Linked DNA regions of Mus musculus: all the other regions are linked to region 2. The links are chromatin contacts, called in public Micro-C and promoter capture Hi-C maps. All regions are on one chromosome and are shown on one strand. Each heading gives the region's core, a stretch centred on a gene start, on an enhancer-like site or on the middle of the called end of the contact. The rest is flanking DNA. Distances are from core to core; before and after follow the strand shown.

Evidence for each region. Hi-C and Micro-C count contacts between places; a contact is called where the count stands out from the background. Capture Hi-C pulls out chosen DNA fragments and counts their contacts.
Region 1: a contact with region 2 is called in a promoter capture Hi-C map of liver. The contact joins the promoter of Gnl2 here to the promoter of Mtf1 in region 2. A contact is called at or near these places in 3 of 39 promoter capture datasets (hippocampal neurons, liver and pre-B cells), 4 of 484 Hi-C or Micro-C datasets (CD4 T cells, embryonic stem cells and muscle stem cells), 2 of 115 datasets of contacts at active chromatin or transcription factors (bone marrow-derived macrophages and memory CD8 T cells) and 3 of 9 other capture datasets (adipose tissue, liver and pancreatic islet).
Region 3: a Micro-C map of embryonic stem cells shows a contact between it and region 2, with 2.0 times the contacts expected there. The contact joins the promoter of Rspo1 here to the promoter of Mtf1 in region 2. A contact is called at or near these places in 1 of 39 promoter capture datasets (embryonic stem cells) and 1 of 484 Hi-C or Micro-C datasets (embryonic stem cells).

What each region holds. Positions count from the first base shown.
Region 1 is chr4:125,028,095-125,032,861 of GRCm38.p6, reverse strand. It overlaps Gnl2 (guanine nucleotide binding protein-like 2 (nucleolar)), which reads right to left and starts at 2,848. Exons shown (of 16, transcript NM_145552.2): 1 at 2,668-2,848. The coding sequence starts at 2,731.
Region 2 is chr4:124,799,636-124,804,298 of GRCm38.p6, reverse strand. Mtf1 (metal response element binding transcription factor 1) reads right to left here and starts at 1,750. Exons shown (of 11, transcript NM_008636.4): 1 at 1,656-1,750. Inpp5b (inositol polyphosphate-5-phosphatase B) reads right to left here. Exons shown (of 24, transcript NM_008385.4): 23 at 4,420-4,531; 24 at 2,788-3,593. The coding sequence ends at 3,478.
Region 3 is chr4:124,983,158-124,987,894 of GRCm38.p6, reverse strand. It overlaps Rspo1 (R-spondin 1), which reads right to left and starts at 1,465. Exons shown (of 6, transcript NM_138683.2): 1 at 1,224-1,465. Gm12930 (a long non-coding RNA gene) reads left to right here and starts at 688. Exons shown (of 3, transcript XR_003955275.1): 1 at 688-961.

The sequences.
Region 1 (4,767 bases), core at 1,599-4,098, 230 kb before region 2:
TTGCCTTGCTCCAGAATGAAGAAAGTAAAAGGGACTTTGGAATATCAAACATTAAGGTTCTCATTCAGTCTTATACAAACTGAATTTTTAGACTTCTGGTGCTTTTATTTCTCTAAAAATAGGGAATATGTGTGCATCACCATGTCTGGCTGCCATTTAATTTTTAATCCTTAGTCATAATCTACATTGGTTACATAAAATCAATATCCATCTTTAAAAAGTGTAACCACTACTATGTCCACAATAGCCATGTAGTTAAATGGGTAGAATGCTTGCCTAGCACTCCAAAGCCCTGTGTGTGATCCCTAGCACTGCACAAACCAGCCATTGTGGCACAGCCACTAATTCCAGCACTAGAAGCAAGGATTAGAAGTTAGAAAACAGGGACTAGAGAGATGGCTCGGTGATTAAGAGCACTGACTGCTTTTCCAGTAGGTCCTGAGTTCAATTCCCAGCAACCACATGGTGGCTTGCAACCATCTGTAATGGAATCTGATGTCCTCTTTTGGTGTGTCTGAAGAAGCTACAGTGTACTCATATATATAAAATAAATCTTAAAAAAAAAAAAAAAAAAGCTAGAAGATATCCTTGGCCAAACGTTGAGTCAGAGGCAACAAACTGAGACCCTATCTAAAAATAAATTAAAGGAGTAGGCCAGAGAGATGGTTTGGCAGTTAAGAGAACTTGCTATTTTTGCAGAGGACCTGGGTTTAATTCCCAGCACCTACAAGGTGGCTCACAACCATCTATAGGAGCAAACAGAGTGTACATATTATGTAGGCAAAACTCAAATATAAAGTAAATAAATATTTTTAAAAAGAAAATATTTTTAGTCTTTTTTTTTTTTGGTTTGGTTTTTCAAGATAGGGTTTCTCTGTGTAGCCCTGGCTGTCCTGGAACTCACTCTGTAGACCAGGCTGGCCTCAAACTCACTGAGATCCACCTGCCTCTGCCTCCCAGGTACTGGGATTAAAGATGTGAGCCACCACCTGTCTTAACTTTCAAGAGATGATGATGGGTTCTAAAAGTTGGGTTAAATTTCACACAAATCATGGCTTATAGGACTGATTCCCACAGCTTCTGAGGTTAGAAGCAGCATATCTAGAAACCCTCTTTGTGAATTCATAACTAATTCTCTTGTCCTAAATTTTTAATAATTTTATTTATTTATACTTCATATGTAAGTATAATATGTAATACCATATCCTGCCCACATGTCTCTGCACTAAACACACACAGCGTGTCAGTGAAGGCCAGAAGTGGGTGGCAGATCTCTTGGAACTGGAGTTACAGATAGATGGTCGTCTGTATCATGGGTGCTGGGAATCACTGCAGGTCCCCTGCAAGAACAGCCAGCGTTCTTAACCCCTGAGCCATCTCTCCAGCCCCTCCCACTCTAAATTTTAAGAGAGAACCCAAAATCAAACTAAACCCCTGGAGGGCTCTCCTGAGAAGTCGGCCCACACACATCTGGCTACCTATCCTTTTCCTGAGTCCCTCTTCCTACCAACCCTCAAGGTTTCCGTCTACATTTTTCAGCTGTTGATAAACTTAACCCCTGCTTAGAAACATCATCACACTAATCACCAACCAATCCCAAGTGAATCTTCCAAATGCATGGTATTATGTGACTTAATACAGTTATAAAAGATCACAAAGTAACGCAGCAACTTTCCTGCATGTTCTCCTTTAGTACTGCTACATACACAGTACTAAACATTATACGGATATATGTGGGTAGATGCCTTGAAGGCCAGAGGTATCAGATTCCCCTTGGAGTTGAACTTCCAGGTAGGTGAGAGCTGATTGAACTGGAATTGAACTCTGGTCCTCCTGCAACAGCAGTACGAGTGAGCTCTTATTCTCCCCATGTTCTCTCCAGTCTCTGAGTGTTTTCATCATTTTTTTAAAAAAATCTAATCAAAACCCTAATTATGCAAATTACAAGGAGATACAGAAGTCAGCTATCCTTGCAGCCTTACGGAGACAAGAGTATACCTAATTTTTCCCCCCACCAGTTTGAGACAGTCTCACTATGCAGACCAGGCTGGCCTCGAATTCACAAGAGATCTGTCTGTCCTGCCTTCCCAGTATTGGGAACTACAGGGATGCGTCACCAAGCCCCTCTATGACTAACCCATATTTAAACACAGTTTTAGTAGCTAAATCAAAGTGGGAGGGACTCCTCGAAAGCCTGTTTTGTTTGCCCTGTAGATGGGAATTTCTCGTATCTCAAAACCACCTCTATTGAAATCACTATATTTACCTGAAGTGTTGCTTATGCATGGTCTGATTCCACGGTCAAAGCTAAGGTGGCACGAATGCTATGGTTAAGGGTAAAATGCCACCTGGGCCAACCTACTCCACTCTGTGTCTTCAGTCTGTACCCTGTAGTCCAGATAGCCACTAACTCGTGATCCCCTCTGCCTCAGCTTCCTAAGTGCTGGGATGACAGGCATGTGCCAGGACTCCAGGACCCTAGCCCACTTTTAACTTGCCTTTCTCTACACCTCCTCCTGAGAGGCCTCGGGGCTGCCAGAGGCTGGCGTGACTCATCCCCCAACTTTAGAGCAGGTGCCTAGACCTCGGGTCCGCCGCCCAGGCCGGAACGGGCCTTCCTCCGTCCCCGACGGCTCCTGCGGCCTGGTCCCGCCCGGTCCGCCGTACCTGGGTTGGTGCTGGCCGCCGAGCGGTTGATGGTGCTCCGTCCTTTGTACTTGGGCTTCACCATCCTGACGACAGTACCGACACCGCTCTGCTACTCGCGAGGTAAACCACTTCACGACTTCCCAGCCGGGAAAGCGTCCTGTGTGAAGCACGTTGGACCCTGAACACGCGCGACGTCACTTCCGCTCGCGCTACGCGACTTCCTGAGAGCGCGCGGCGCTTGCCTAAGGCTGACCCGGCTCCGCCTCTGTCCTGCTCCCGCCTCCCCCGGGTCTAGCAACCGTCAAGCGTCCCTTCCATAGCAACGTCCAGGGCACCGGGCAGTCCTGGGTTTAGTGAGAAAAAGAGAGAAAGAGAAAAAGAGAGAAGCCTGTTCTCGGCCCAGTGCATGAGCTGATGGGAATTTGCCCTCTGAACCTTTCTAAAAGTGTTCCAGCAAGAGCGGGCAAATATCAGAACAGGTCATACCTGCCTTTAAATTTTAGGCTGGAGTAGAGCAGTTTTTAGTAACAACAGACTTTGGATTCAAGCCTCAGCTTGAAAGAAAGAGAGAGAGACAGAGAGACAGAGAGAGAGACAGAGAGAGAGAGAGAGAGAGAGAGAGAGAGACAGAGAGAGAGAGAGAGAGAGATTTTAAATTCTCCAATGGTTTATTATCGCAAAGAGAGACAGATTCAAACTCCTTCCAATCCCTACAAAACTTGTGATCTGGCTCCGTTCCTCTGACCTCATTTCTCCCTCTTCTGACATTTACACTGAATGTTGCTCTGTTTGATCACACATTCCCTGAATCGGCATCGCTGGTTCCTTCTGGTCAGTTCCTGCTCAAATATCCTCTATCCATAGGATTGCAAACACTAGCAAATTCATCAGCATGGTGACACACACCTATAATACCAATGCTCAAAAGGCAGAGGAAGGAGTTCCAGACTTGTCCACATTATATAGCATGACTTGTCTCCAAGAAGGTGGAGGAGTAGGAGTAGGAGCAGGAGGAGGGGGAGGAGGAGGAGGAGGGGGAAGCAGGAGGGGGGGAGGAGAACATCAAGAAAAAAAATACAAGACAGTGAAATTTGAATTTCAGGTTAAAAATAAATAAACACACTTTCTAGCTTATATTCCAATCATCGTTTAGGATAACTTAAAGGATCTAAGGAAACATGATATACTTGAGAGGCTAAGGCAGGAGGATTGTCACAAGTTCAAATCCAGCTTGAGCTACATAGAGAGACCCTACACCAAAAGATTTTTTTCACTGTTCACTTGTTTTTAAATGGAACTACATTCTCTTGATCTATCTGGCAGCAGCTCCTTTGGCAGAAGTATTTGCTGAGTTACTGATTTAAGTCAGCCACTCTCTTCCTGTTATTCCATCCCACCTCACTTCACGGCACATGCCACTACCCGAAATGACTCTGTTCACAAGAGCATTGGCTGCTTTCTTGGGTCTAGGCCATAAGCTTAGGAAAATGGAAATCAGGTACGTTATTCACCTCCGTGTCCCCAGAACGTAACAAAGCTGAGTGTGTTGGCATGAGCCTCTAACCTCAGCATTTGAGGTTAGACTATCTGCCGTGAGTTCAAGGCTAGTCTAGCCTGGGCTATATAGGAAGATACAAGCCAAACTGTAGAAAAAGACATTATCTTTTTGTTTGTTTGTTTGCTTGTGTTTTGAGATAGGGTTCCTTTTTGTAGCCCTAGCTGCCCTGGAACTCACTCTGTAGTCCATGCTGGCCTCCAGAGTGCTGGGATTAAAGTGTGTGCCACTTCCAGTGTGGCGGTGTGCCACCACAGCCCTCTGAGACATTATCTTGAGAGAGAGAGAGAGAGAGAGAGAGACTGTCACAAAGGTGCAGTTAAGTATGTAAAGGTCCCCTGGGCTTAAAAATTAAAAACACTTTGAACAGGCATCTGACATAAAATAAGGCCTTACTAAATCTTTCTTGGATGAATAAGGACAGAGGTGGGGGGGGGGTACCTCTTGTCTAAAGGGCCCCATGAGACCCAGGGAATTCTGTTTCCCAGATTTCAACCAAGTGCCTTTTCTGTTGGGACTTGAGTTGACAGGAGTGCCTATCTGTGTGCCTTCGAGAAGGACCA
Region 2 (4,663 bases), core at 501-3,000:
CACACACACACACACACACACACACTCACACACACACACACACACACACACACACGCATGCCGGGCAGCGGTGGCGCACGCCTTTAATCCCAGCACTTGGGAGGTAGAGGCAGGCGGATTTCTGAGTTCAAGGCCAGCCTGGTCTACAGAGTGAGTTCCAGGACAGCCAGGGCTAAACAGAGAAACCCAGTCTCAAAAGAATCAAACACACATACTCAATCACACAGAGGCAAACCAAAGCAAAAAAAAAAAATTATGTTCCTTGGAAATACTTAAAATCTGACACAATCAGTCACTGACAAGGAAAAAGCAAATCTTTTTTTTTCCCCCAAAAAATTCAAAGTTGGCATTCACAAGACCTTCTACTGTCACATACTTTAAAGATGGATCTATGAAGCTAAGGAGGATAAAAGAGCAAACAGGTGGCTGTTTAAAGAAAGAGTGGCTACAAACCTTCAGTGAGGTGCTCCCGTCCCAATGCCCTCCCTCCCCGCAAACACACCGTGAGGCAGTGCCACGGCCTCATGTAGTTGGTGGTGCAGAAACAACACTCTGAACATAACCACCTCCAAACCCTCCTTTTGCCCTTTACTGCTTGGACAACCTATCCGTGCCTGCTTTTCTACAGTGGGACCAGGGCTTCCTGTTTCATACAGAAAGAGAAACTGCAGGTAAAGAAAAAGGGTGGCTTCCTTCTGTCATTTCTAGAACACATCAGGTGGAGGGGCTAAACCCTAATAAGGAGTAGCTGATGCAAATCACTTTAATTATTTATATCGTAAAACATGATCTGGACCAGAGAGTACACTTGTACAGAGTGACTAGGCTTTCTGACCCGAAAGGCTGACTTAACATAAGCAATACTGACACGAGCAGCTCAGGAAATATCAGCAAAATGAATGACAGACATGCAGACGGTCTCTTTTTGAAGATAGCCTCTTGAGGAAATTACCAAATTTGAAGCTTTCATGGTCTGGAATGGTGATTCCTCCTTCACCCGAAAACACACAGGTTCTACAAATGTGGGTTTGGCAGACACAAAAGGAGAATTTAAAATAACCAGCACATCACTTAGTTCTCAACCTGGTTCTGCACTTTCTCTTCAGCTCAAGAGTCGGCAAAGTGAGCCTTTACTAGCCGGAGTGACAAGCAGGCGAGGTAGTTACCAGGCACAGGTCAAGGGATCTAATCTGAGAGGAACCAGCCCGAACCTTTGCTTACGCAACCCCAGAAATACACGTTTCTCGGTGTCTGAGAGGAGAGATAAGAGACCCGGTGGGCTGCCCCGGGAAACGCAGAGACCAACTTTCTGTAACAAGACCAGGAGGTGTGAGGGTGGCCGAGGACTGCGAACCCAGCACCTCTGAGAGACTAGCATGAGGACCCTGACCGGGAAAGCACCCCTAGTCCAGGGCTACAGAGAAAAACCCCGAGGCAGTCTGGGGGCTACGAGCTGGGCTAAGAGGGGCAGGGTCCGGGTCTCCATGGAAACAGAGAAGGGGGGCTGGATACCCATCCCCATGGAAACGGAGGAGGGGTGGGGTCCCTCGGGTGAGTGGAATGAAGTCTCAGCCGGGAATGGCTACGGCAGGGAGCCCCAGTCCCGCACCCCCCGGATAGTTCCAGCCCCAGCCGAGTCCAGCCTCTGCTTTTACCTCCGCGGCTCCCGGCAACGGCGGCAGCAGCAGCTTCTCCCCTCCCAAGCGGCACCATGATTGCCCCCACCTGTCCCTAGCGTCACTTCCGCTTCCGCTTTCCGGAGGAAGGAGAGGCCCGGGGAGCCCTGGGCCTGCTGCTGTTCGTGATTGGCTTCTACTCTCCAGGGGGCTGAGACCGCGCCTCTCCCCAGCGGGCTGTGGGCGGAGCGAGTGGAGTCTGGCGCTCCGGTGCCGCACCGGGAAGCTGACCATAGAGAGCGGGCTGTTTCGAGCGCGGGAGGATACGCGACATCAGCGGTGAAGTCGAGGTGTTCTCAGCCCCAGCTGCGTCCACAGCTGCAGCAAGAAGGCTGCAGTCAGCCGCCGCCTTCCAGATGCGTAGGCCAGCCCACGGCATCCCTCTCCTCGCCCCACTGTACCCACGCAGCATAGTTCACCTGGCTGAGGCTCCCCCCCAGGACCGGAACGCTGAGCAGAGCCCTCCAGAAACTTCTCGTTCTCACGCGCCCGCGGGAGCTAGCGGTTCCAACCTTCCTTAAGGAGGGTTTTTGCTCTAGAAAGGGTCAGCGCCACCTACTGGCCAGTCCCCTGTCAGCTCTTAACACTTATCCTACCCACCCTTGAAATCCACTCGGTGGTAGCAATATTTCAAAGCCCAAGAAGATACTTTTCTCGTGTTTCTATTATATTCCTGTATATGTAATTTTTAGACTCTCACATAAGCTAATGCTTATTTACCCCATGAACGACTTCTCTCGAATGTTTACGTTGGAGCAGTGCTCTTAGAGGCTAGATCAGGGTTCAGGCCCAAACTGCTGTGCCATTCCCTCTGAGTAAGGTTGAATAAGTGACTCTGGCGCACCAGCATGCCACAGATCAGCTGCTCTGTTCTTAAGCCACAAAGGACTAGCTGCCAGGAACTACCATCTCTTGAGAGAGGAGGATTGGGGAAGAGAAGACCAACTGACTGCTCTGACCTTAGAGTTCTTTTGAAACCAGAACCCACATTAGATGGCTCACATCCAGCTTCAGAGAGATCTGAGCCTCTGGCCTCTCCTAGCACATTCACACATGCATGTACCACCACCACCACACACATACACATAACTAAAAAAAGAGAGAACCATAGTCACCATTAAAAATACATTTTCATTAAAATATATTACATATATGAGAGGTGCTGCATTATATACAGTTGGGAGGACTGAATATCCTACAAAATCCCACTTGTTTCACCAGAACCCCCTTTCTTCAGTGCTCTTGGGGGCGACTGAGAGGCCTTGGAGTTGAGCAGAAAGGGAACAGGTGCCCTATGCATGAACATGTTTGCGGCTTGGACAGTGGAAGCATCTGGATGGCTAAAAGTTGTTTATCCAGGAACCTCTAAGCAGAGTCCTGCCGCCCCAAGCCATTCTCCTTCAGGGACTTCAGTTAGTCCAAGTATCTGACCATGAGATGCTCAGTACGGGATATGGGGAACTCACTGACTGCATGTCCTGGAGGCTGGCTGAATAAGGCAAAGTACAGTTACTTAAAACTTTTAAATAAAAATGAATAGGGAGCTATTTGTGTTAAATAACTAGAGTTGAATGTGGAACGTCAGTTCTACTATGGTGGATTGCCCCCATGTCTTCACAAGTCAGCATGGGTGTGCTAGCCAATGGCATGGAGAAGGGGCAGGTCTAGGCTCAGGTAGAAGAAACAGGTGGCTGCCATTCTTCCAGCAGCCTCAGACCAGCTTAAGGCAGTTCTTGAGCTGAAACAGGTGGGGCTGACAATTGTGGCTGCCTTAAGGAAAACAGGAGAGGAGTAGTGAGGCTCAGAGTGGACCGCAGAGGAACTGGTGAATAAACTCTTGGGCCTTCTTCTTTTCCGCCATGTCAAGCTTTTGGTGACGAGCTGGGTTCCGGAGCAGTAAGCTGCCAAATATGCTAGCTGTGCATGACAGAAACAGAAAATACCACTTAGCAACTGGGACACGGGGGTGATTAGGAGAGAGAACAGACTACCTCAAGCACTCTGTGTTAAAGGCAGGGCCTGGGTGCCTTGAACTCAGGGGCTCCACCTGCCTCTTCCTCCTGAGACTGGGATTAAGGCATGTACCTCTATGCCCAGGTAGTTCCTTCCTGAAAGCACAAACAACTGGGGGGTGGGGGAGAAACAAGTCTCTATTCCTACCAGTCTTTAGTTCCAGGCCAGGCAGAGCTATACAGTGGGAGGCTGCCTCAAGAAATAAAGAGGGGCTGTGGAGATGGCTCCTTAAGTTAAGTGCTTGCCATGCAAACATGACAGAGGACCTGAGTGCAGATCTCTAGCTCCCACTTAAATGTACCTGTAACCACAGTGATGTGGAGGGAGAGAGAGGTGGGTCCTGAGGCCTTGCCAGCCAGCTAGTCTAGCTAAAAGAAGGAACTAGCACAAGGGCTTGCACATGGTAGGTAAGGGTTCTACCATTAAGTCATACTTCCAGTCCCCAAAAACATTATTTGCATAAACTTTGCCCAAAACAAGGCATGATGGTGCATATGCAGCACTGGGGACCAAAGCAAGAGGATGCTGAGTCCAAGGCCAGGAGAGTGAGTTTGAGGCCAGCTTCAGCAGCATAACTTGACCGCCTTTTAAAAAGTTAAAACAAAACAAAGCTTCCTCAGAGCTTGGGGGGCCAGGGGAGCAAGGGAGAAGAGAAGGGAGGGTGAGCATTAATTCAGCTTCCTTTCTTAGTGATTCTGAACAGATGCTTGTACGACACTTGGCCACTTACCTAGAATATTCTCATCCAAATGATTGTTTGCTGAATTTTTCAGCAGTTCTTGCAAAAACGCCATCAAGTAGTTGAAGACATTTTTGTGGAAGCTGGGGAGGGTTAAAATTATCTGAAAGAGGGAGAAGGTGGGGTTTGCGGCTTCACTCAGTTACATGACAAGGTGCCCCTTATATATCCCCTTGTATTCCAGGAACTGAGAATCCACACAGAGCTGATCACTCACCACTTGGCACAAGTATCC
Region 3 (4,737 bases), core at 216-2,715, 180 kb before region 2:
AGAGATCACAAACTGAGGTCACATGGGTCAGGGAGGGGAGAACCTACAGGGTGGACCCACACTGAGGAAGGGGTTCCGCTGGCTGCGGGTGGAGCTGAGGGCGGAAACTCCGCCTGAGCAGGGGGGGGGCTGGAAGAACTTTCACCTCCTTGCCTGCCACAACATTAAGATGAATTGGTATTCCGTCAGATGTCAGATACAGACCCCCCAAATGTAAACCACTTCGACAGCTTCTCATTAGCCAACACTCTCATCCCTAGGATTGGCAACCGGCCTAGGAATTAGATGCCAAAAGGAGCCGAAGTATTTCGGGGGCAGGGGTGGCACTGAGTGCCTGCCTGTGGAACCCGTGGGCACTGCAGAGCCATGTCAGGATCGGAGACTGTGGCCACCCCGCTGCCCCCCAAACCCAGAACGCGGAGAGAAGCTCTGCTCTGTGTGCCTGCACCGCTCACTATCCATTCATTCTAATATATATATATTCTCTCTCTCTCTCTCTCTCTCTCTCTCTCTCTCTCTCTCTCTCTCTCTCTCTCTCTCTCTCTCTCTCTCTCTCTCTCTCCTTCTCCCTCCCTCTCTGTGAGGCCCTGACAGGTGCCAGGGGAGCGGATCCACTGCCCCCACCTCCATGCCCCCAGCATCCCCATGAGCACTGCAAATACGCAGGATCGGGTCTCCTGTGCCCTGTCCACCCTGACGTCCCTGGGTGCCCGCAGCACACCTCTCCCCTCCAGGCCATGGTGCAGCGCATCGGCCTTCTACTGCGTCAGGCTGGGAGGAGGGACCGGGTTTACGCGAACCAGACCCGGTCGCGTGGGTCGGAGCCGGGTCGCAGCTAGGGTGCGTGGGTCGGGGCTGGGTCGCTGCTCTAGGGTGTGTGGGTCGCGTGGGTCGGGGTTAGGGATTCCAGATGGGGCTGAGTCGCAGCTGAGTTGCAGCTGGGATGCATGGGCAAGGCTGGGTGAGTGGATTGGGGCTGGGGACTTGAGGCGGGGCTGGGTCGCGTGGGTCAGGGTTGGGTCACAGCTGGGTTGCCGTTGGGATGCGTGGGGGCACGGCTGGGGCGGGAAGGTCGCGGCTGGGGACTCGGGGCGGGGTGCCCCGGGCTGATGTGCGGAGGGACGACGGGATGGGGTCGGGCTCTGCGCTGCCTCCCCAGCTCTGACTGCGCCCGGACGTGGACCCAGGACCCCAAGGCGGACGGCGCGGGCCGCGGGACTCACCTGGCGCAGCGGCCGTGGCGGGGCAGCCCGGAGGGGCGAGGGCGCGGCCACTGGGTCCCGCGTTGCCGTCGGCCCCGCGCTCCGCCCGCCGCCCAGTTGCTCAATGCCTTCTCGGCCGCCAGCGCCCCGCCCGGTGCATTGGTGCTGGGGCGGCCCGCGCGGGCCCCGCAGTGCGCCGCCCGGGCTCTGCGCCCCGCGCCCGGAGAGGGGCCGGTCCCCGGCTCGCACGAGGGAGGGAATCCCCCGGCGCCACCCCCGGCCGGCCCCCCTGCCCGATCCGTAAGAAAAAACGGACTGGAGCGCCGGGCCCGGGACTCCGTAGCCCCCTCCCGCACACCAGGACTAGGGACGCGCCGTCTGCTGTATGGCGAACGCTGCGAGCTCACGTTCCCTTTCTCCGACCCGCACCCGCTTTTCTTGGGTTAGGAGCAGGGACCCAGGATGCTTGCTAAGGCCCATGCCCTCCATCAGAATCTTGGAAAGGGGGGCAGGTACAGAATGGCTGTAATGGCCCAGCCACACCCTTCTTTCCTTCAGGATCAAACCTTCAGAGCATCTGACCAGTTTCGAAGACCCGGGGAAGGAAAGTTTTTTATCACCTCCTCGCACTGGAATCAGTGTGGGCCATCCTACAATACACCCCCCAGTCCACTCCCTGCTCCCTCATCCGTCGCCTGTGTGGCCAGGAGTAAGTTACTTAACTTCTCTGAGCCTCCCGGTTTTCATCTGTTTTGAGGGTTTCGTGAAATGAACGATGCCCAATTCCGGACAGGAACTCGAAAAATGTTTGTGAGATAACAAAGTAGGAAAGGGAGGGTTCCAGACACCTGCAACGACCTAGGAGAGGTTGAATTAAACCTGCAGGGAAGGAGGGAGCCACACGCCTGCCTGAGGGTGGCAAACAGCTGAGTTCCACCCTCTCTTTAGACTGGATGGAGAGAACCTCAAACTGCAGTCTGCCCAGTTCCAGCGGAGAGGATGGGCTGGCTAGGGGGGTGGGGGCGAGTAATGAAGACAGGCTGTGGAATCTCCTTAGTGGAGGAGGGAGCCCTGACAGTCGAGCCAAGGGCACGGGGTCGCTGGGAGTGATGGGAGATGGTGGTGATGCCAAGGATCGAGTGGCCCCTAGGGTGTCCCGATGGTCAAATGACCAGGGAGGAGCAGCAGGGTGTCTAGCCTGAGGAAGTGGAGGCTCCCCAAATGCCCAGAGTCTGGGCTCATGCTCAGAAGCCTCCCCAAGTTCATAGAAGCTGGTCCGGGACCCTGGAGCCCCTCCCAGAGGCCCTTCCCTCTCACGCTGCCCCAGCCTCCTGTGTCCGATCAGCCCTTGGCTAACGCTCTGCACCTAATCAAACAGCCTTAAATGCCGAAAACGCAATGTTTATTTTATTTTATTTTTTTACACACTTGCATAACTCCCTGACCAGCCACGCCAGGCGTCGGGCTTTTGTTTGGCTTTATTTTGTTGCAGAGAGAGAGGGAGAGGGAGAGAGAGAGAGAGAGAGAGAGAGAGAGAGAGAGAGAGAGAGAGAGAGAGAGAGAGAGAGACTCAGCATTGGCCCCTAGAAGGCGAAGCTGTCAGTGTTGGGCATGGGCTCAGGTTTCTCGCCTGAGGAAGTCTGTGGGAGTTGAGCAGTCTGGTTGTGTTGTTCAGGGATGGGTGAGAAAGGGAGGAAGGCCCCTGGGTGGGAGGAGATGGGGGTTAGAGCATGTGACCCAATGGAGGCATAGGGAAGAGATTTTTCCTGTGCATTTAATATATTCCGGACACTGATTTGCAAATGTATAATCTATGGCCTAATTTTCCCAACCACAGATTTTTCTCTTTCCTTTTTCCTCCCCCTTCCCCTCTCTTTTACGTTTATTTATTTATTTATTTATTTAGTGTGTGGAGGGGTGCCCACAGGCTGGTGGAGGCCAGATACCATACGGTTCCTGAGGATGGAACTCAGGTGCTCAGTCTTGGCAGCAAGCCCCTTTGCCCGCTGAGCCATCTTGCTGCCTCCTTCTGACCCTTGCACATCCTTGTGAATGCAGAGCCACTGAGATGTCAGGTAAACGGCTCAGAGATTCGCAGCCTATAAAGCAAGCGGCCTATAAAAGGATTTAGAGTTTCCCTGATACGGTTCTGCTGCTTCGACATGGACACCTGTGGCTTCTTCTAGACGCAGCTTCTTCCCCTACACGTCTCAGCTTCAGAATGTCAGCCAGACCTGTGGCTGCCTGCCGTTGGCTGTGTCTGGGCTCCAAACAGACAGGACTTGTATCTTACTCACCCTGCTGATCTCAGCACCACAGACAGACTCGGTGGCTATTTAATGGCCCGGGTTGTCATGGCAGCCAGAATGGTCCATGCCTCTGTGGTTCTGCAGGCTTAGTCAGGTGATGCTCAGATCCTATGACTCCTTCTCCAAACCCAAGTCATTATTTCATCAGCAAACCAAGTCTGTGGAGCTGCTGCACATTAGCAAATGTCCCCACACTTCATGCATGTCACTTCCTTCCTAGCAGGGACTAACTACCTCAGCACCTGCACCGACTCAAGACAGCCTAGGGACAGGATGGTTTCTTATCTCTCCTGTCAAGAAGCCTTGTAAGAATGGTGCAGAAGCCTCAGTAACCCTGTCGGTCCCATAGCTCCCTTGCCAAAAGCCACCGTGGCGCCCCCTAGAGGCTCTGTGCCTTCATAAATACCTCTCCCCAGAGTCTCCACCTTTGCAGGCAGAAGCTGGAAAACCTATTCACCCTGCCCCAGGATGTACCTCAGCTCTCCTTCCCTCCCTCTTCTCATTGGTGACATTTCTGCACTGTCCTGCATCCCTTGCCAAGCTCAAGGAACATGGGGATACCTGTCTGAAACACCTCTTTGGGTCTGGCTTAAGTATCTTCTTCATGACCCATTCTCCGTTCTCCACCCCTTCCCTGAACTACATACTGTAAGATCCCCAGCCCCCTCCTCTGTTGCTGGTTCCTCACACCATCCTTGATTGATTGTTCTCTACCTTAGTTTTTGGGACTGGGTCTCTCACTGAACCTAGGCTGTCTGGCCAGTGAGCCTCCAGGACCTGCTGTCCTCACTCTCCCAGAGTTGGTTTACAGGTACCCACTGTCACATGCAGCTTTTTAATGGATGATGGTGATCTAAACTCATATCTTTACGCTCGTCTGGCAAGCACTTTACCCACTGGGCTATGTTCCAGGCTGTAGTTTGGGTTCTTTTTGAGGCAGAGACTATGTATCTCAGGCTGGCCTTGAATTCATGGCTATCCTTCTGCCTCAGCTTTCCAAGCGCTGGGATGACAGGAATGCACAGTTACACCTGCCTGATTCTCCTCACTCTGGGCGATGCGTGGCTATGATGGTCTTACCTGGGCATCTCAGCAGCCTGCAGCGCCCAGTCAGCCTGAGCATGCGCACAGTGCTGAGGGGTGGAAGGATCAACTACAGGCTTCTCCCCTTCAGCCTCTCAACACTTGGGACTCCTTGAAACAACAGAGACTCAGGGGCTGACACT